Regions from separate parts of the Ovis aries genome. Here all the other regions are linked to region 3. Evidence: chromatin contacts called from public Hi-C data. All regions are on one chromosome and are shown on one strand. The core of a region is the stretch at or near the end of the contact, and the rest is flanking DNA. Distances in the headings are between cores, read along the strand shown.

What was found. A called contact is a pair of places that touch in the nucleus more often than the background predicts.
Region 1: a Hi-C map of liver shows a contact between it and region 3, with 3 times the contacts expected there. The contact joins the promoter of MED29 here to the promoter of PAK4 in region 3. A contact is called at or near these places in 2 of 16 Hi-C or Micro-C datasets (liver and skin fibroblasts).
Region 2: a Hi-C map of tail adipose tissue shows a contact between it and region 3, with 13 times the contacts expected there. The contact joins the promoter of GMFG here to the promoter of PAK4 in region 3. A contact is called at or near these places in 11 of 16 Hi-C or Micro-C datasets (blood, hypothalamus, liver and 7 more).

Annotation. Positions count from the first base shown.
Region 1 is chr14:48,447,719-48,451,297 of ARS-UI_Ramb_v3.0, reverse strand. MED29 (mediator complex subunit 29) reads right to left here and starts at 2,093. Exons shown (of 5, transcript XM_042232023.2): 1 at 1,853-2,093; 2 at 1,270-1,328; 3 at 909-993. The coding sequence starts at 2,068. PAF1 (PAF1 homolog, Paf1/RNA polymerase II complex component) reads left to right here and starts at 2,381. Exons shown (of 14, transcript XM_004015245.5): 1 at 2,381-2,680; 2 at 3,209-3,238; 3 at 3,337-3,429. The coding sequence starts at 2,634.
Region 2 is chr14:48,399,437-48,402,881 of ARS-UI_Ramb_v3.0, reverse strand. GMFG (glia maturation factor gamma) reads left to right here and starts at 2,012. Exons shown (of 7, transcript XM_042232015.1): 1 at 2,012-2,137; 2 at 2,505-2,601; 3 at 2,700-2,749; 4 at 3,180-3,229. The coding sequence starts at 2,015.
Region 3 is chr14:48,214,193-48,217,735 of ARS-UI_Ramb_v3.0, reverse strand. It overlaps PAK4 (p21 (RAC1) activated kinase 4), which reads right to left and starts at 1,268. Exons shown (of 11, transcript XM_042232012.1): 1 at 1,135-1,268.

The sequences.
Region 1 (3,579 bases), core at 844-3,343, 230 kb before region 3:
AAACAAATGGGTTGATGTTTTTCCTTGCTTGAAACCCTCCATTGGCTCCCTAGCAACCTCCCGGCTATATTCAAAATCCAACAAGCCCCAGTGCCTACCATACCTCAGCCAGACTGAATTTCATGACATTCTTAAAGGGAACTTAAAGCAGAAGCTGTTCCTCTTGGTTGGAACATCTTTCTACCACTACGAAGCTCCTCAAACTGCCTTTTCCTTTAAAATCCAGTCCAAAATGATGATGACGCTATAAGATAAAACATCTGCCACTTGTCTAATACCATGTTAAATGCTTTACATGCAAGATCTTGCATGTAAAGAGTCCTTCCCCAAAATCCATTTTTCAAAGGAGGAATCCAAGGTTCAGAGGTAGAGACTGGTGGTCCCTCTGACTCCAAAGGCTGTGCTCTGAGCCATCGGCCCTCCTCTCAACTTCTGCCCTTCTTCCCTTTTGGTTCCAGCCTTGGCTCAGATGTGCTCTCTACTAGTAGTCTATCCTGAGCCACTTCCTCCCTAGACCCACCCTAGGTGGGGTCAGATGCCATCTCTGGATGTCTACAGCCCCCTTATTTTAACCTTGCCCCCTCTGCCTGCCCCTCACCCCCACATCCCAGCCCTGAGCCTTCTGCCCGTTTTCCCCTTCATGGTCTTCCATGTCTTGAGCTTCTCCTGTCTGAGCCCTGACTCTCTGAGCTATCACTGCTGGAGGATATATTTGTCACCCACTGAACTGGAAGCTCTGTGAAGGCAAGGACTGGGCAACTTTCTGTCCCCAGTATCAGGTGCAGTATCCACACAGGTCTGGGCCATAGGAGGTGCTCAGTGAGCATGTGTCAACTGACTGAATGAAGGTTTCTGAAGCACAGGAACTGAGGTAGTTGTGGTCACCCGGTGGCTAGGAGGCCCCTTACCAGGCAGAGCTCTAGCTGGTCACAAAGTGCATAGAACTCTTCCAGACACTTGTCAAAGCGCTGAATGGGTCCATCGCTGCTCTTTCTACAGTCCAGGAGAAGAAGATGGGAGATGGATTTCCAGTCTCTGGGACAAAGTGACTACCCAACCAAGTATCCATCAGAAAACGAGGTATAGGCCCAGGAGACCCAAAGCAAGACCTAGGGGACAGATGATAGTAGAAGGGGCAAAAAGGGCAAGGCCAGGGGGTAGGGAGTACGCTTCAAAATAAAGAGAAAGGAGGGATGGGTGGGGTACAAGGGGGATGTTTTTGAGACTAGGATGGAGATACTGATATCCTGGAGAAAGGGGAGTACTCACTGCCCATTGTCAATGTTAGTGTTCTGAATCAGGTTCTGGGCTGCAACCTTCATCAAGGTCTAAAGAGGGAAAGGAAAAAAAAAGGTGTGGGAGATGAAGAAACAGAAGAGGACACTTTTGATAGATCTTCACTCTTCCTTAAGATACAGCCAACCTCAGGCCTCCTCTTGTTAATTCTCCTCCTATCACTGCAGAGTAATTTCAACTTCCATACCTTTACAGCAATTACTATCTATATTATTCCAGAGGCCCGCTTTCTCTTGCCAGTAATTTCCCAGACATACCTTAGGGTCCTCCCTCACCCACCAATCACGGTCAGTCAAGGCTAGTCCTTTCCTCAGGCTTTAACGTCCAGAGCTAAGTTTTTTCTTTAAATTCCCTCCAAGTCAAATTCCGGTCAGTCTCAAACTCAAGATTCTCTCTGATCCCACCTTACACTGTCAATCCACAGAACTTCGCTTTGGCATCACGAAGACAGTCTCATTCCTCTTTCCTTCTTAACGCTTCTTTTGCTCTCTCCCAGACTAAACAATCCCTCCGCCTACCCCCCGATGGCAAAGAGCCAAATCTCCCAACCCATCACCTGTAGACTCTCCTTCAGCTGCGGGATGAGCATCTTATAGCGCTGCACAGGATCGAAGTCCTGTTGCTGTTGCTGCAAAAGCCCGCTCTGGGCAGGTCCCACAAGTTGTGCTGGTGGTTGTGGCTGCTGCTGGGGGCCCGACCCACCAGCTGAACCCGGACCCGACACACTGGCAGTAGAAGAAGTCGCTGAAGCTTGCTGTTGGGATGCAGCCATCTTCTTCGCCTCGCGCACCGGAAGTGCGTCACAAGTGCGTCTCCCCGTTTTCTTTTTAGCGTCTTCGTCTCTGGGCCATGTTTGCTGATTAGCTCCGCCTCCCAGACAATACAATCAATGAGAGGAAAGAACCCACCCTCCAACTCGTGACTCTCAAATCCGACGGCTACAATAAGACGTCGATAAACCAATCACGAGAGGCTCTTTCCGCCTCGCTCCAGCCTTTGCACAGTCGCTGGCCAATCCGGGTGTGGATCCAATCAGACTCTATTTCCCAGGAGACCTAGCGGGCTGAGGCGACCTGCGGTCCTCAGAGTCTTGGCGGCAGTTGGTGGAGACGGACCTGTAGGGCAGTCCTTGGCGTTGTTAGCGCGTTTACCTGAGTACTACGTAGTACTCCAGTGTTCCGGGAACTCTTCTCACCAGCCCACCTCACTCCGGCCCTATCCGTGAGGAGAGCGGTGCCAGCCCGAGCCCTGCCTGGGATTGGGCGCCCGCCGAAGTCGGCACGCCGTTTGCCGTGGCTCTGTGAGGCTCTTGTCAGGATTGCCCTCGCCTCATCGCCATGGCGCCCACTATCCAGACCCAGGCCCAGCGCGAGGATGGCCACAGGTAGGCACTCCGCCACCTTACTGTACCGCTTTTCTCTAGGTCTGGGTGGGCGTCAGCGAGATGAGAGGGTCAGGTGGGTTTGTCAGTCTACAACCTTGCCAGCTCCCCAGGTCTGCCCGTGTCGTCACGGAGCGCACACCCGCTCAGGGGGGCGGGTCCCGGACGTGGTGTTCCCTAGCTCCCCCCACACCTTCCCTGCCATTTCTGGAATTAAGCTGTTGAGGATTGAGTTTTTAACTCTTCCAGTCAAGCGTTTGGAGACCCCTTTCCCCAAAAAACAATTATTTTACTCTCTTATGAAAGTATTTGAAGACGTGTCCTTGAAAAGGGATTTAAAAACATTTAGGGACACTGTCTCTAAGAGGCATACTTGACTCCCTCTGTTAGAGTACTTGAGGTACCGCTACCAAGAGGAATTATCATTTGTCACCCTCTTCTTCCCTTTTAAAAGCTTGGAAAAGCCCCCTTCGCTCTCCTGTCTATCCTGTTCTTACCATCTTTTGTCATCGTCTCTCTTTTACCCACCAGGCCCAATTCTCACCGGACTTTGCCTGAGAGGTGAGCTCCATCGTGTTTCCCCAGGATGGGTGGGCCAAGTAGGGCTGGGCGCAGAGGTGGGGCAGCAGGAGCCAGGTTTTGAGCCACTGTGTTCCCAGGTCTGGAGTGGTCTGCCGAGTCAAGTACTGCAATAGCCTCCCTGACATCCCCTTTGACCCGAAGTTCATCACCTATCCCTTCGACCAGAACAGGTGAGACTAAGAATGGGTCTTTGGGAAACACCTTAGAATGTGAGATCCTTGAGGGTAGGGACTGCTTTTTCTGACAGTTCAGGGCACAGAATGGTACTTAACCTGTAATAGTAGGTGTGCCATAGGTGTCTGTTAAGAAGCAAGCAGTAT
Region 2 (3,445 bases), core at 763-3,262, 180 kb before region 3:
GGGAAGCAGGGGTTTTGCAGTGGATTCTCAACCACTGGACCACCAGAAAAGTCCCAGAGTTTTTCGTTTTTAAGACATACCATGGTATGTAGGCCAAGGGGAAAGATCCAGTAGAGATAAGGGTACTGGTGATACAAGGAGAAGGAGGATAGCTGCAGGGATGCCCTTGAGGACGTTAAAGAGGGTGGGATCTGCCTACTGCTATGGGAGGGAACTCAGCACAGCGGGCCAGACATTGTGAACATACTCTATTGTTTGTGTGTATTTTTTCATAGAAATACAGAGGGGGTTCTCATAAATTACTTCCCTTTTAGTTCTACTATATATGATAGTTAGGACATTATATTGATTTTAGGGAAAATTCATGTGTATAAATAAGTTGCCTTATCTAGGAATTTCATTCCAGGATGGGAACTGGGAAGAACAATACAAAATGTTCTTCATAATAAAGGAGGTACTGGTCTGATAGGATTAAACACCATTGTTGTAGTGCCCATTATAAGGCCCATGAGGTTAAATAACTGCAGGAAAAAAAATGCAGCATTCCCTGAGCGCTGGTGAGTCTCCTCTTTCTCCTCCATTTCTCCATCAACCTAATAAGTGGCAGTTTGATCAGCAAACATTTCTAAGTTCCTCCTTTTAGCTCTGGAATTAAACTATTCCAGATTAGGGGGTAGTGGATTCCAGGAAGGCTTCCTGGAGGAACAGTTAAAGAGCTTATCATTCCATCATCAAAAAAGTCTACAAACAAAAAAATGCTAGAGAGGGTGTGGAGAAAGGGGAACCCTTCTGCACTGTTGCTGGGATGTAAATTGGTACAATCTCTATTGAAAACAGTGGGAGGTTCCTTAAAAGACCGAATATAGAACAACCACATGATCTAGCAACTCCACTCTTAGGCATATAGCTGGAGAAAACAATAATTTGAAAAGGTACACGCAACATTGTTTACAATAGCCAAAACATGGAAGCAACCTAAATGTGCATCAGCAGAGGAGTGGATAAAGAAAATGTGTTACGTTCCAAAAACGATGTGGTATATATCAATATACACAGTGGAATAGTATGCAGCCATAAAGAAGAATGAGAAGTGCCATTTGCGATGACACAGATGGACCGTCCCTGAGATTGTTATACTGAGTCAAGTCAGTCAGACAAAGAAAGACAAATATTATATGATATGGCTATATGTGGAATATAAAAAAAAAGTTACAAAACAGAAAAAGTCACAAATGTTGAAAACTTATGGTTACCAGGGAGGAAAGAGGGAGAGTGACAAGTTGGGAGATCAGGATTGACATGTGTATACTACTGTATCAACTCACTCCAGCACTCTCGCCTAGAAAATCCCATGGACAGAGGAGCCTGGTAGGCTGCAGTCCATGGGGTCGCTAAGAGTCGGACACGACTGAGCGACTTCCCTTTCACTTTTCACTTTCATGCATTGGAGAAGGAAATGGCAACCCACTCCAGTGTTTTTACCTGGAGAATCCCAGGGACAGGGGAGCCTGGTGAGCTGCCCTCTGTGGGGTTGCACAGAGTCCGACATGACTGAAGCGACTTAGCAGCAGCAGCAGCAGCAACTACTGTATATAAATTAGATAACTAATAATAACCTACTATATAGCACAGTGAACTCCACCTAATACTCTGTAATGACCTACTTGGAAAAATAATCTAAAAGAGTGCAAATATGTATAGTTGATTGATTCACTTTGCTGTACACCTGAAACTAACACAATATTATAAATCAACTATACTCCAATAAAAATTAAAAAAAAAAAGAGCTCATCGCTACCTATGGTGTATTGGGTGTTGTCCACCATGTTGGGAGATATGTGCAGTTATTTTATCCTCATAACAATTCTGAGTCAGATGGTTGAAGTTACTTAGCTAGAGCCACACAGTCAGGCAGCACTTGAACCCCAGTCTGCGTGACTGCAAAGCCTGGGAGGTCCCAACAGATGAGGGGAAGGAAGGAGGGGGAGGAGCCATATGTGACAGTTGTCTCAGAATGGGCATAAACAGGATGTGGTGGTGGATGAAACTTTTCCCCTACCCCACACCCCGCCCCCTTGAGCTGTGGTCCCCACCCCTAGAAGACAGCGGAACCAAGGAAAGAAGAGGCCCCTGGACAGTAAAGTCATGGTAGAGGGCCAGGGTCGTATGGGAAGGGCTAGGGGCTGGAGTGGGACTAGGGCTGGGAGGATGCCGGGGTGAAGGTCAGACTGTGGATGGGAGGTCAAGGCTGGGGAAAGAGAGATGCTGGTTCCGGGTTTAGCCCCAGGCGAGCAGATCCCTGAACCTCGGGCGTAGCCCAAGGGCACCTGCCAAGAGGGCTCCAGTCCAGCCCAGAGGAAAGGGTACATTTCTCCAGTGTTCACAAAGGCAATCTATGGGCTATGGGCCCCTCCTCGTTATTAGTAGATGGGGAAACTGAGGTTTGGGGAAAGGGGCAGGGCTGAGGCCAGGGGACTCAGCTCTTAACTGGGCTCCTCTGGCAGTCCGACTCCCTGGTGGTGTGTGAGGTGGACCCAGAGCTAAAGGAAAAGCTGAGGAAATTCCGCTTCCGAAAAGAGACAGACAATGCAGCCATAATAAGTGAGTGTCATCTTCCCTCCTGGAACGAATGGGGGTGGGGAGGAAGCATAGGGACAGATGGCAAGGGCGTCTGACCCACGTATGCCCTCGCTCCTCAGTGAAGGTGGACAAAGACCGGCAGATGGTGGTGCTGGAGGAAGAATTTCAGGTGAGGGGCTGGGGGATGGGACTGGGAGGCCCAAGAGACTGTGACTGATGCTGAGAGCCTGGTGTTGGGAGCCGCAAAAACCCGGAAGTCAAGTTCCAGCTTAGCTGTGACCCTGGGCGAGGGACTCTGCCTGTATAGGTCTCTTGTTTCCTCATCTGTGAAATGGTGATAACAGTCCTTACCTCCGAGTTATCTGTAAATTCAGTGATTTAATCCTTGTAGTTTGTTTAGAAAAAAGCAAGTGTCTTAACTCCTCTTCAGTTTGCTCACCTGTAACATGGGGATAATAACAGGACCTACCCCTCTGGGTTTGGGGAGAGATCAATGGGCTAATAATCTGTGTGTTTCTTGGATGAGTGCCTTGGCACAGAGTACATGTTCCTTTAATGGCAGTCTTTTTCTCTTTCTCTCCTCCCCTCACCCCTCACAGAATATTTCTCCAGAGGAACTGAAAATGGAGCTGCCTGAGAGACAGCCCAGGTATCCTGGGGCAAGAAGGGGAAGGTCAGGCCACGGAGGGTTACAGACTGAGGGGCCACTTGGGGTCCAGTCTTATTCGTGGACTTTGAAACTTTGTCTTTGAGTTCCTATCACAGGACTTTTGGTTTGTATACCAAACTTTTATTGCAGAATTTTACGCTAATAGTCATACGTGATGTTAGTACATACTTTGTCAGGTTTTGGTCTCAACATTGC
Region 3 (3,543 bases), core at 19-2,518:
TAGGCCCAGGGGAACCTCTCCTCCCAGATCACACCCTTCCACGGAGGCCAAAGAGACAATCTATTCCTGCCCAAGGAGTGGCCCAGCCTTGCCCAGCTCCCTGCTTCCAGGAACAGACCGCCAGCAGTTTACAGTGTGGCGACTGGAGGCTGGAGCTCTGGAATTATTCAGATCCAGCAGGGAATCTTCCTCCATTACTTAGCAGGAGCTCTCCGTGCCTCACTTCTCCTGGCTGTGAAGCGGGTCTATCCAGATTGTGCTATAGTAAGACTAGGCACACAGGGTGCTGAGAACAGCCTCAGCACTCATTAAGTATTAACCAACAGAATGAGTATTTGAGAGTCAGCAGAGCATAGAACTCTGAGCCCAGGACCCCAGAGTTCAAATCTCAGCTGCAAAACTAAGTCATTAGGCGGCCCTGTGCAAAACACTAAGCCTCTTAGTAATGGCACCAAGCCCATAAGGTTGTGGTCAGGATTAAATACACGGTAGGCGTTCAGAACAGGGCCTGACACACAGTACGTGCTTTCTGAGTTTGTTATTCTTTTCATCATCTGGGGGAGGGGAGGTTCCTTCTCCCCCTTCAGAATGCACCTTTGACCTCTTTCTTGAGTGTCCTCTCCCTCCCCTCCAGCAATATGTCCCATTTGGGTTTTAACTTTTGACCCTTGGGACCACCACCTGTGATCTTTCTACAATTTGGTCACGTTCCACCTTTGGTCCCATAAAGATGCCCCCCAAGCCAAATCTCATTCATTTGCTTCACTGGCTGCTGCCTTAAATCCCCAATCCGCCGCCCCCAAGGCTGTGACCTCTGACCCTCATGGGCACATCCTGCCATCAAATTATTAATTTTGACCCCCCCTTTTTGACATTCACCCCGTGCCCCTCCAACGAGCTCCCGCTTCAAACTTTGAATTTTGCGCCCCCCTCGCCACGCCCCCTTCGTTAGTTTGACCTCTGACCTCCTCTACAACTCCCTCCCGCTCAGCGTTGACCCGCGACCCCCTGGAAGCGACCCTTCCCTCCAAGAGTGAACTTTGACCCCAGCGGCCCCGCCCCCTACTCGGGTAAACGCTCTTCCACCGCATTGCCCAGAGCACACCAACCCCCCGGCCAGACAGCTTATCCTACCGGCTCGGCACCGCAGTCGCTCGCGGCCTGGCCGCTCGGCCTGGAACTCGGCGCCCTCCTGCTGCCCTCAACTCTCTGGCGCCGCCACCGCCACCGCCACTGCCGCCGCCATGTTGAATCCCCAACGAACATCCGGGGCTTTCCCCCTTCGCCGCCCACCAGTCCCCATAGCAACGGGGCTGATCCGGCAGGGGGCAGGGTCGGCTCAGGGGCGGAGCTGGACGCCTGGCAGCGCCCTCTCCAGCCTCTGATTGGTGCATGTTGTCCAATCGGAGACCTTCGGGCGGAAAATGCCAAGCCGGGATTGGAAAATTTGGAAAGGGTGCGGGTAGGCTGGCTCCAAGCCTACTTGGATTTTTAAAGGGGAAAATGGCTATTCTCTTGTAACTGCATCCCACCTTCCACCCTAAGGAATTAGGGAGTGGAAGCCAGTAGTGGGTAATAATGGCCAGAAACGGCTCTGAAGCATGAACTATGTGTCGGACACCCTGCCAAGTGAAATTTCTTGGTGAATACTCAGTGCAACCGTGTTGTATATTAATGCCCATTTACGGATAAATTGAGGTTCAGAGGGGACAAACTAGCTGCTTGGGGACCACAGAAAGTAAATAATGAGTTTTGAACGACGTCTGTCAGTCTGAGCCCGAGAACTTCACCCCGAACCAAGACACTATTTTTGGTAAGTTTTATGTTTCTTGCAAAGAAATAGAGGAAAACAACAGAATGGGAAAGACTAGAGATCTCTTCAAGAAAATTAGAGATACCAAGGGAACATTTCATGCAAAGATGAGCTGAATAAAGGACAGAAATAGTATGGACCTAACAGAAGCAGAAGATATTAAGAGGTGGCAAGAATACACAGAAGAACTGTACAAAAAAGATCTTCACGACCAAGATAATCATGACGGTGTGATCACTCACCTAGAATGTGAAGTCCAGTGGGCCTTAGAAAGCATCACTACGAGCAAAGCTAGTGCAGGTGATGGAATTCCAGTGGAGCTATTTCAAATCCCGAAAGATGATGCTGTGAAAGTGCTGCACTCAATATGCCTGCAAATTTGGAAAACTCAGCAGTGGCCACAGGACTGGAAAAGGTAAGTTTTCATTCCAACACCAAAGAAAGGCAATGCCAAAGAATGCTCAAACTACCACACAATTGCACTCATCTCACACACTAGTACAGTAATGCTCAAAATTCTCCAAGCCAGGCTTCGGCAATACGTGAACCATGAACTTCCAGATGTTCAAGCTGGTTTTAGAAAAGGCAGAGGAACAGAGATCAAATTGCCAACATTCAGTGGATCATTGAAAAAGGAAGAGCATTCCAGAAAAACATCTATTTCTGCTTTATTGACTATGCCAAAGCCTTTGACTGTGTGGATCACAATTAACCGTGGAAAATTCTGAAAGAGATGGGAATACAGACCACCTGACCTGCCTCTTGAGAAACCTATACGCAGGTCAGGGAGCAACAGTTAGAACTGGACATGGAACAACAGACTGGTTCCAAATAGGAAAAGGAGTACGTCAAGGCTGTATATTGTCACCCTGCTTATTTAGCTTATATGCAGAGTACATCATGAAAAACACTGTACTGGAAGAAGCACAAGCTGGAATCAAGATTTCTGGGAGAAATATCAATAACCTCAGATATGCAGATGACACCACCCTTATGGCAGAAAGTGAATAGGAACTAAAAAACCTCTTGATGAAAGTGAAAGAGGAGAGTGAAAAAGTTGGCTTAAAGCTCAACATTCAGAAAACAAAGATCATGGCATCTGGTCCCATCACTTCATGGGCAATAGATGGGGAAACAGTGGAAACAGTGTCAGACTTTATTTTGGGGGGCTCCAAAATCACTGCAGATGGTGACTGCAGTCATGAAATTAAAAGACGCTTACTCCTTAGAAGGAAAGTTATGACCAACCTAGATAGCATATTGAAAAGCAGAGACATTACTTTGCCAACAAAGGTCCATCTAGTCAAGACTACGGTTTTTCTAGTAGTCGTGTATGGATGTGAGAGTTGGACTGTGAAGAAAGCTGAGCGCCGAAGAATTGATGCTTTTGAACTGTGGTGTTGGAGAAGACTCTTGAGAGTCCCTTGGACTGCAAGGAGATCCAACCAGTCCATTCTAAAGGAGATCAGTCCTGAGTGTTCTTTGGAAGGACTGATGCTAAAGCTGAAACTCCAGTACTTTGGCCACCTCATGTGAAGAGTTGACTCATTGGAAAAGACTCTGATGCTGGCAGGGACTGGGGGCAGGAGGAGAAGGGGATGACAGAGGATGAGATGGCTGGATGGCATCATTGACTGGATGGACATGAGTATGAGTGAACTCTGGGAGTTGGTGATGGACAGGGAGGCCTGGTGTGCTGCGATTCATGGGGTCGCACACGACTGAGCAAC